Linked DNA regions of Zea mays: all the other regions are linked to region 3. Evidence: chromatin contacts called from public Hi-C data. All regions are on one chromosome and are shown on one strand. Each heading gives the region's core, a stretch centred on a gene start, on an enhancer-like site or on the middle of the called end of the contact. The rest is flanking DNA. Distances are from core to core; before and after follow the strand shown. Region 1 holds the start of LOC103643872 (phosphatidylinositol 4-phosphate 5-kinase 2). Region 2 has its middle 19 kb from the start of LOC103643872. Region 3 has its middle 5.5 kb from the start of LOC111590722.

Region 1 (2,700 bases), core at 138-2,637, 230 kb after region 3:
CGGACATTGCATTTGCAGTGAATCTACTTGCAAGATACAGTGCTGCTCCTACTAAACGTCATTGGACAGGAGTAAAACATATCCTTAGATATCTCAATGGTACAAGAGATTTTGGTCTTTTCTACGAAAGAGGCCAAGACTCGACTTTAATTGGATATACAGATGCTGGCTATCTTTCAGATCCTCATAATGTCAGATCTCAAACAGGCTTTGTTTATTTATATGGTGGAACAACTATCTCTTGGAAATCAACCAAACAAACTTTGGTAGCCACTTCCACAAATCATTCTGAAATAATTGCTTTATATGAAGCTTCCAAAGAATGTGTATGACTTCGTAGAATGATTAATCATATACTACAATCTTGTGGTATAGGTTCTATAGAATCACCTACCATTATCTATGAAGATAATGCAGCTTGTGTTATTCAGATGGAAATTGGTTATATTAAGAGCAATATCACTAAGCATATAGCTCCAAAATTATTTTTCCCTCATGAATTACAAAAGGATGGAGAAATAAATATATTGCAGACTAAATCATGCGACAATCTCGCAGATTTATTCATTAAGTCCCTACCGTACTCCACATTTTCAAAATATGTTGAAGGTATAGGTATGAGAAGACTTAGAGATCTGCAAAATTCAGGGGGAGTAACTCTCACCGATACATAACAAGTTCACATCATATTGCACTCTTTTCTTTATGCGGTTTTTCTCTCACAAAGAGTTTTTATCATATAAAGTTTTTAATGAGACAATATTAATACAAGCGTATACCATATCACTCTTAATTTTCCCACAGGGTTTTTGTAAGGTGATATGAGGTATAGTAGAAATTTTAAATGCAGGATTTTCATTTGATGGACTCAATCAAGGGGGAGTATTAAGGAAAAAATGATTTCGTCCACGTCAGCAATCCGGAGGAGGAAACACACTTAATATCAAAGGTGGAGATTAACAAGATCGACGGTCATTAGTTAATAAGATTAGTGTTAATAATATTCCTTTATGTAAATCATGTTCCCGAACAGGCACCCCTCTCCCTCTCTCCTACGACGAGGAAACCGTCCTTAGCGAATGGACAAGTTTTCTGTCATTTCACTATGTATAAATACACACCATCATTGAATGAAAAGGATACGCATCATTTGCTTGAGTCCCTTCGTTTTCTGACAGGGGCGGAGAGTGCCCCTGGCGGCAGCGTGGTGGGGTAATGAGTTGTGGCCTGTCTCGAACTGTTCCGCAGTCTCGACTCAAACCCAACCAGTCCATGTCTCGATGAGACGATGACCATCCCCTCCCCTCCAAAAAAATAAAACGCCCATGCATATATCCAAATAAAGAAACCCAACCATAAAATCCGGTTTTGCCCCAAACCGTCGCGGACGACGACGGGTCCACTCGTGACTCGTGCCCCCGTGGCCCCACCACCAAATGTGAACTGGCCGCAGGAGATCCGCGACTCCGCGTGGCGAGCCGCTCGTTGCACGCCAGAGGAGCCGCGCTGATCTTAGCGAGATGTTGTTGGGACAGCTAGGTAAAAGCCACCCCCCTCGGGCCTCGGCCTCTCGCTCCTCTTCCATTGTATAATCCTCTTCCCTCCTCCACCCACTTCACCTGGCACACTAGTGGCCACTGCACTGGTAGTAGTAGCCCAGTACTGGCACCGCTCTAGCCCAGATCAAAGCTCGGGAGAAGAGGGAGAGGAGGTAGTGCAACATAAATCCCGAGTCCCACCAAATCGCAAGTCCTAGCAGCTTCCGGTCTGCAACTGCAACGCCGCGGGCTTGAGTGCGAGAGTGCGCGTGGGGGATGAGGCGGGTGGCACCGGCGATGACCGCCGCCAGCAGCGCTGCTGGCGGCGAGGAGACGGCGGTGGTGGAGAAGACGCTGCTCAACGGGGACGTCTACCGCGGCGGCTCGCCGCACGGGAAGGGCAGGTACGTGTGGGCCGACGGCTGCATGTACGAGGGGAACTGGCGGCGGGGCAAGGCGTCCGGGAAGGGCCGCTTCTCGTGGCCGTCGGGCGCCACGTTCGAGGGGCAGTTCCGCAGGGGCCGCATCGACGGGCAGGGCGTGTTCGTCGGCCCAGACGGCGCCACCTACCGCGGCGCGTGGGTGGCGGACCGTCGCCACGGCCTGGGCAACAAGACCTACGCCAACGGGGACTGCTACGAGGGCCAGTGGCGCCGCAACCTCCAGGACGGCCACGGCCGGTACGTCTGGGCCAACGGCAACCAGTACATCGGGGAGTGGCGCGCCGGGGTGCTCTCCGGCCGCGGCGCGCTTATCTGTGCCAATGGCAGCCGCTACGACGGCGTCTGGGAGAACGGCGTGCCCAAAGGGTCAGGGGTCTTCACGTGGCCCACCGGCGGCTCCTGGCCTGGGAGCTCGGTAGACCTGCCGGCCATGAGCGCCACTTTCTTCGCGCCTCCTGGTGCTGTTGCTGTGAGTAGGAGGTCTTCTGTGGAGGGCGTGGGGGACAAGGCGACCCCGCGGATCTGCATATGGGAGTCGGAGGGCGAGGCTGGAGACATTACCTGCGACATCGTCGACGCGCTCGAGGCGTCTATGCCTATGCTCTTCAAGGAAGCCGCGGCTATCGCGGGTGGAGCAACTTACATGCGATCAGCCAGCGGAGTCCCACGCTGGGCGTCGGCGGTGGCAACCACGCCGCAGAGTAAACGACCCGGGCGGA
Region 2 (2,700 bases), core at 163-2,662, 240 kb after region 3:
GTGATTGTGTGTGAGATATTTTATGTGAAAATATGTTGTGCTATATATCTGTTGATATATTTATTATGTTGTGGAATCTGGTGTAAAATAAAAATAAACAACATTTGTAATGCTGGTCAAATTAACTTCCTAAAGGCTTATTAAGTCGTAGGAAGTTAGCCAGTGCTACAGTCAGAAGTTAGCCAGCTAACTTCCTAGGGGCTACAGTAAGCCGTAGGAAGTTAGTCACGCTGCAGTCAGCCGTAGGAAGTTACTTGTAGGAAGTTAGTCAGCTGACGGCGCTGACGGCGTGAAGCTACTAACTTCTGAGAATCTACTAACTTCCGAGAGGCTTTTTGGCTGTAGGAAGTTAGCTAACTTCCTAGAGGCCTATAGGAAGTTAAGCTAACTTCCGAGAGTTTAGGTAACTTCCTATAGTTTAGACCTAATTTTTTAGGGTTTAGACTCTATGAAGTTTACTATTTTGGTGTAGTGTCACTCACGCCTTAGGTAGCCTACGGGCTACGGTGGTGAGGCCAGCTTGCTAAAGTTCTTGGGTAGACAAAGGTTTTCTCTAGACAAAAGAGGGATCGAAAATATATATATGTTGAGACTTTCAATTCTACTACCATTTCTACGTATAATTTTAGGCTTTTTAGCCTTTAAATGTGGGGAGCAAAAACAGAGGTGAACGGAAGGGAAGAATCAGCGCTGAGCGGCAGCACCTGATCTATGCAAAAGTTGCAAGCCGTTGGGCTGGCGGTCCAAATATTTCCTGCTGCCGCACAGCCGGCGCTAGCCGCGCTCTAGGCTCCGGCGTCCGAGGCCACACAGACACAGTCAACAACACGCGCATGCCTCAGAGCCGCATAGATGGACCGATCGATCGAGTTCTGAACTCCGAAATAACTCGGCGATAGTACAAGGCAACGGTGGCAGTGGCACGCACGGCAACGGCAACCCGATGGAAGGCCTTTATTTGGCACCGGCGTGCACGCCGCGCGCCGAACCACTGTTGGAGCGCCCTGCCGCGAGCATGCAGGTGCAGCGTGCAGCACCTGTGGCATTGCCCTTCCCCGTTGCAGCACAGTGTTCTGCTTGGGTTGCCAGTTGCATTTCTCCATGCCGTCCCCGGTCGGCTTCTCGAGCCCTGTGCATGGATGCAAGCAGGAGCAGCAAGCGGCAGCCGCAGCTCGTCTGCGACCGTGAGCTAGCCTGCAGCAGCGGCCAAGCCAAGGCGGCGGCAGGTTCTTGCTACAGAAGGCTAGAGGCTACTCTTGCCGCACGCTCCAACTACGCCGAGACGTACGTGCGTGTTGTTGTTGCCCGGTCACGTACACGCACTATTTGCTCAGGCCATCTCGTCTGTCCTCCGGCCGCCAGCTAGGAAGCGCCAAGCCGTACGGTGGAGTATATCTCCAAAAGGAATGGTGAATCCGCCGAGCCGGGACTGCGCAAAGGATCGCCAAAGTCGCGTCATCACAGCCGTCGAGGTAGTTGTCGGGTGCGGCCGCGTCAAGCCCTCTCTCAATCCGTATTAATCCCCTCCAATCCATATAGATTAAAAATAACCGAACAGGCCTTTAATAGAAGATAATAGAAGAGCTATGTGCAGCGCCTGATGTGCTGTGCACGCCGGACGGGATGGCGATCCACTTGTTGCAGTGCTTCTCGCTCGTGCGTTGAACTGAACGCACGCACTGCCGGCGCCGAGGCGCGAGGACCTGTGAGATGCATGTTGTTGTGCAGGGGACGAAGTTTTCGAGAGCGTGTCGTGAATCACGCAGATCGGCTTGCAGTGCTCAGTTGCGCACCTACTATTGAACTGTAGTACTACCAGCTGATAGTTGCAACGCTGCACATTGAAGGTGGGCGTAATTTGCCGGAAGATGGACCACATGGGCTGTGCCACTGGCCCAGCGGGCTGACATAGCCCATCCCAACGTTTGAGTCAAATAGCTCACCTAGCGCAAGGTCAATAATTACTCAGTCGTCGAAAATATAAGTCCAATGTGTATCGTACTATCGTGCCGAAGCCAGACTATCATGCTTCATCACATGGAAGTGTAATTAAGAGGAGAGAGAAACTTTCATGGACATGACTGTAACTTGACGAAATGCGTCAGGCACCGGTGGACAAAAGAATTTAATGAACATGTTTTCTATGATCTGGAACTGAACATAAAAAGTGTTTTTTTCTCGTTGATGGGGTCTCCGAATTATGACGAGTGAATTTGAGTTCTCTTTAGGGCTGAGCATTCGGTTTTATTGGTTATTCGGTGCGGATTATTCGGTGTTAAAAAAAGTTTGGTGCTTGGAAAATGGAAACCAAGCTTTTTGTTTAGAAATAAAAACCGCACAATTTAGTGTTCGGTTTTTCTGGTTTCGTTTTGGTACTACCACAATCACCAAACAAGTAGCAAATTAAAACTACAAACATAAAATTGCCTAAAAAACATATTAATAGTTCATCAACAAGTACTTAATAAAACTGCATAAACAATCTAGTGTCGAATAAGAGTAACTAACTCATAGTTCTTAAAAATTAAAATGATATGAGTCTAGGGTTTAGGACCTTATATGAGTTGTTTGTTGGGCATCAAGGTAGGTTTGCTAAATTTCGGTTTTTGCTGTGCGAATATTGGAAACCGCACCAAACACCAAATAGAGCTAAAATCTAAACCACGCCAAACATCAAAAATCAAATATACCACAAATTTC
Region 3 (2,700 bases), core at 156-2,655:
CTTATCATAAGTGAATGGCACTAGAACCCAGTAAGAGTGTAAGACCAAGAAAACTCCGCACTTGTGTGATCATCGTAGGAACCAACCAGCTTCGTATGCCATTGATCCTGGCTTGCTCAACTTTAATTCTCTAGGGTGTCACAAACATAGCCAACAAAAAGAGACTCGAGTCGTGTAAAAGGTGCACTTTTTTAGGTTTCCAAATAAGTGAACAATATGGCACACAAATGATCATTGTGCTCCTTGTATGAATTGCTACATATTAGAATGACATCAAAATATACAACCATAAATTTACCAATGAAGGGATATAAAATTTCATTCATTAATCTCATGAATGTGCTTGGTGCATTAGTGAGACCAAAAGGTGTGACTAGCAACTCATATAGACCGAACATTGTTTTACATGCAATTTTTGATTCATCTCCTAACTTCATGTGAATCTAGTGGTAACCACTACACAAAATAAAATTTTGAGAACACCAAAGAGCCGCTCAATTCAACATGCATATCATCTAGACTAGCTAGGGGTACGGTGACATCATGTGATTGTGATGTTATTAATTGCTCTACAATCCACGCACATGAGTAAAGATCCATCTTTATTTGTAATCAAAAGCATAGGAACAACACATGGACTTAGAGATTCATGCACATAACCTTTGCCAAGGAATTCTGATACTTGGCATTGTATCTATTTGGCCTCTTAAGGGTTGGTTCTATATGAGGCTCGATTTGACAAACAAACCCCTAGAATGAGGTCAAATTGGTGTCTGGCCCCTTGAATTGGTGGCAGACTGGCAGTCCCATTTGCACTCCAATATTGGAAACAAATCAGCATACTCCAATATTGGTTAGCAAAAGCCGGCGGTACCAAAAAAGGTTGGTTCTTTAGTACAAAACAAGGTTTGTTTATTTACAAATCAAGGCATATCAAACGGTTGTACTTGTAAATCTAGCTGCTTGTACGATAGTTATATGATGTGTTTTTTTATCCATAGCGACCACCACGACAATCTAGACCTAGCTAGTGCGACTGATTTTTACATCAATACATCGCAAAAGCTACGCACTTAGAGAGAAAAATAAACATTGGAATTTAGAGGGTACAGTATTTAGCACTTCGTTACAGATGTGTGAAAATCCGGAGCCGATTTTGCAATAGCCGTGGATCGCTGAAATCAGACCTTCCTTGTGCTGTCTAAAATAAATAAATGTTTTGTGTTCTTCGTCGGAACAAGAACAAGCACCGGTTGCTCGGACCGTGGAGAAAACTGGTTGGGCTGTGCCGAGAAACAATGAGCGGGCTGGGCTGCGTCTTGACGGCGGGCCACCAAACTGTCCCGCCGTGCGCGCAGGGCAACAACCACAACGTCATGTGCGGCTTGCTTAACTGGGCCCGTTAGACGCGGGCTTCGTGTGGCCTTGGAACACGGCCGTTCGACCTGGCTTCACGTGACGTGAACCAGAGCGGAGCGGGGCCATCGATTTCGGCCGCGCGAAACGCGTGCGCGAGGCCTGCGAAAGGCCGCTGGATGAAGCTCCCTTTGATTGAAGCCCGTGTGGGCCGCACCGCATGGTCCGGCCGGCGATCGTGACCGTTGGAGTACGATTTATTCGATGCGTATGTACTCAGCTCGATCCATATACGATATGATAGTACGTAGACATCTTAGACGTAAGTTGTTTAAGGAACTCTCTCTCTCTCTCTCTCTCTCTCTCGGGTTTCTGTGTTCATCTCAAAGTTTTTTCAGTTCAAAAACCAATTCGAAAACAAATCGGCTTAAAATTCAGGTAATCAGGTCAAGCGACTTTACTCTGGTCTGAATAACTTGAGACATCCGGGTTGCCATGGCCGACTCTAGACAGCGGCCATAAACACGGTGGTTTCTTTTTCTTATTGGGATAGTAGGTCACTCCAAATAAAGGCTATTGCCATATGCTAAGGAGACGGAATTTGTGACGCCATCGCCACCGGGTTAACGTTAATATTCTACTACTAGAGAATCTAGCTTACGTTTCGGTTCCGGCCGGCCAGTAGAAAACTCTCTCTGAACCGACCGGTCAGAATCCCCTGCTCGGTGCTCGGTTGCTTGGACCGCACGCACGCACCCCTATATCGTCAGTGCCTGTAACAGTTCTTATTCGGTGATTATTATTATAATATTATTCCACGTTTGCACACACCGCACATCCGCCCGTTTGTAAAACTGTGAGTTGATCGTCGAGACGAAAGGTGGAGCTGGAGTATATGGCTGGGCTTCGATTGCCGCTCGCAGGTCGGTGTCGGTCCCGAACTTTTTTACTCGCGCTCCATCACCACATAGCCTGGCGATCCTATCGTCTGCCTACGGGGCCGCAGCGGCGCTCCTCCATCTCCTGGGTCTCGTTGTAGCCACATATAGAGTAGTAGATTGTTCGTCCTCGCAATGATCCGTAGTGCACAATGCCCAGTCGAATAGTCGATGAATAGCACATACACATATATGCGTGTGTGTGGTCTTGTCAAGGTTAACTGCTGCAGAGATGAGATGCCAAAGAAAAAACACATATTCTAATTAATAAAGCTTTGTGTGCCGCGACAAGCTAGCTAGGCTACTGTCTCGTACGTTCACGCGGTCTAAATCACGGGCGCAGCACAAATTCGATGGCAGCCTGGACTAAACGAGGCCGTGGCCGTCGTCACCATTCACCGATCCA

Evidence for each region. Hi-C and Micro-C count contacts between places; a contact is called where the count stands out from the background.
Region 1: a Hi-C map of bundle sheath shows a contact between it and region 3, with 3 times the contacts expected there. The contact joins the promoter of LOC103643872 here to the enhancer-like site in region 3. A contact is called at or near these places in 3 of 25 Hi-C or Micro-C datasets (bundle sheath and leaf).
Region 2: a Hi-C map of tassel shows a contact between it and region 3, with 3 times the contacts expected there. The contact joins two enhancer-like sites. A contact is called at or near these places in 4 of 25 Hi-C or Micro-C datasets (ear, leaf and tassel).

Annotation. Positions count from the first base shown.
Region 1 is chr1:272,035,773-272,038,472 of Zm-B73-REFERENCE-NAM-5.0, reverse strand. It overlaps LOC103643872 (phosphatidylinositol 4-phosphate 5-kinase 2), which reads left to right and starts at 1,387. Exons shown (of 8, transcript XM_008667053.4): 1 at 1,387-2,700. The coding sequence starts at 1,815.
Region 2 is chr1:272,016,578-272,019,277 of Zm-B73-REFERENCE-NAM-5.0, reverse strand. No RefSeq gene overlaps it. Among protein-coding and RNA genes, the nearest start is that of LOC103643872, 19 kb to the left of the region's middle. Within about 2 kb of position 1,412, at least 20 of the 20 cell types and tissues checked have an H3K27ac peak or open chromatin away from gene starts, as enhancers often do. A contact at or near this core is called in ear, leaf and tassel, where this site is marked.
Region 3 is chr1:272,261,061-272,263,760 of Zm-B73-REFERENCE-NAM-5.0, reverse strand. No RefSeq gene overlaps it. Among protein-coding and RNA genes, the nearest start is that of LOC111590722, 5.5 kb to the left of the region's middle. Within about 2 kb of position 1,405, at least 17 of the 20 cell types and tissues checked have an H3K27ac peak or open chromatin away from gene starts, as enhancers often do. A contact at or near this core is called in bundle sheath, ear, leaf and 1 more, where this site is marked.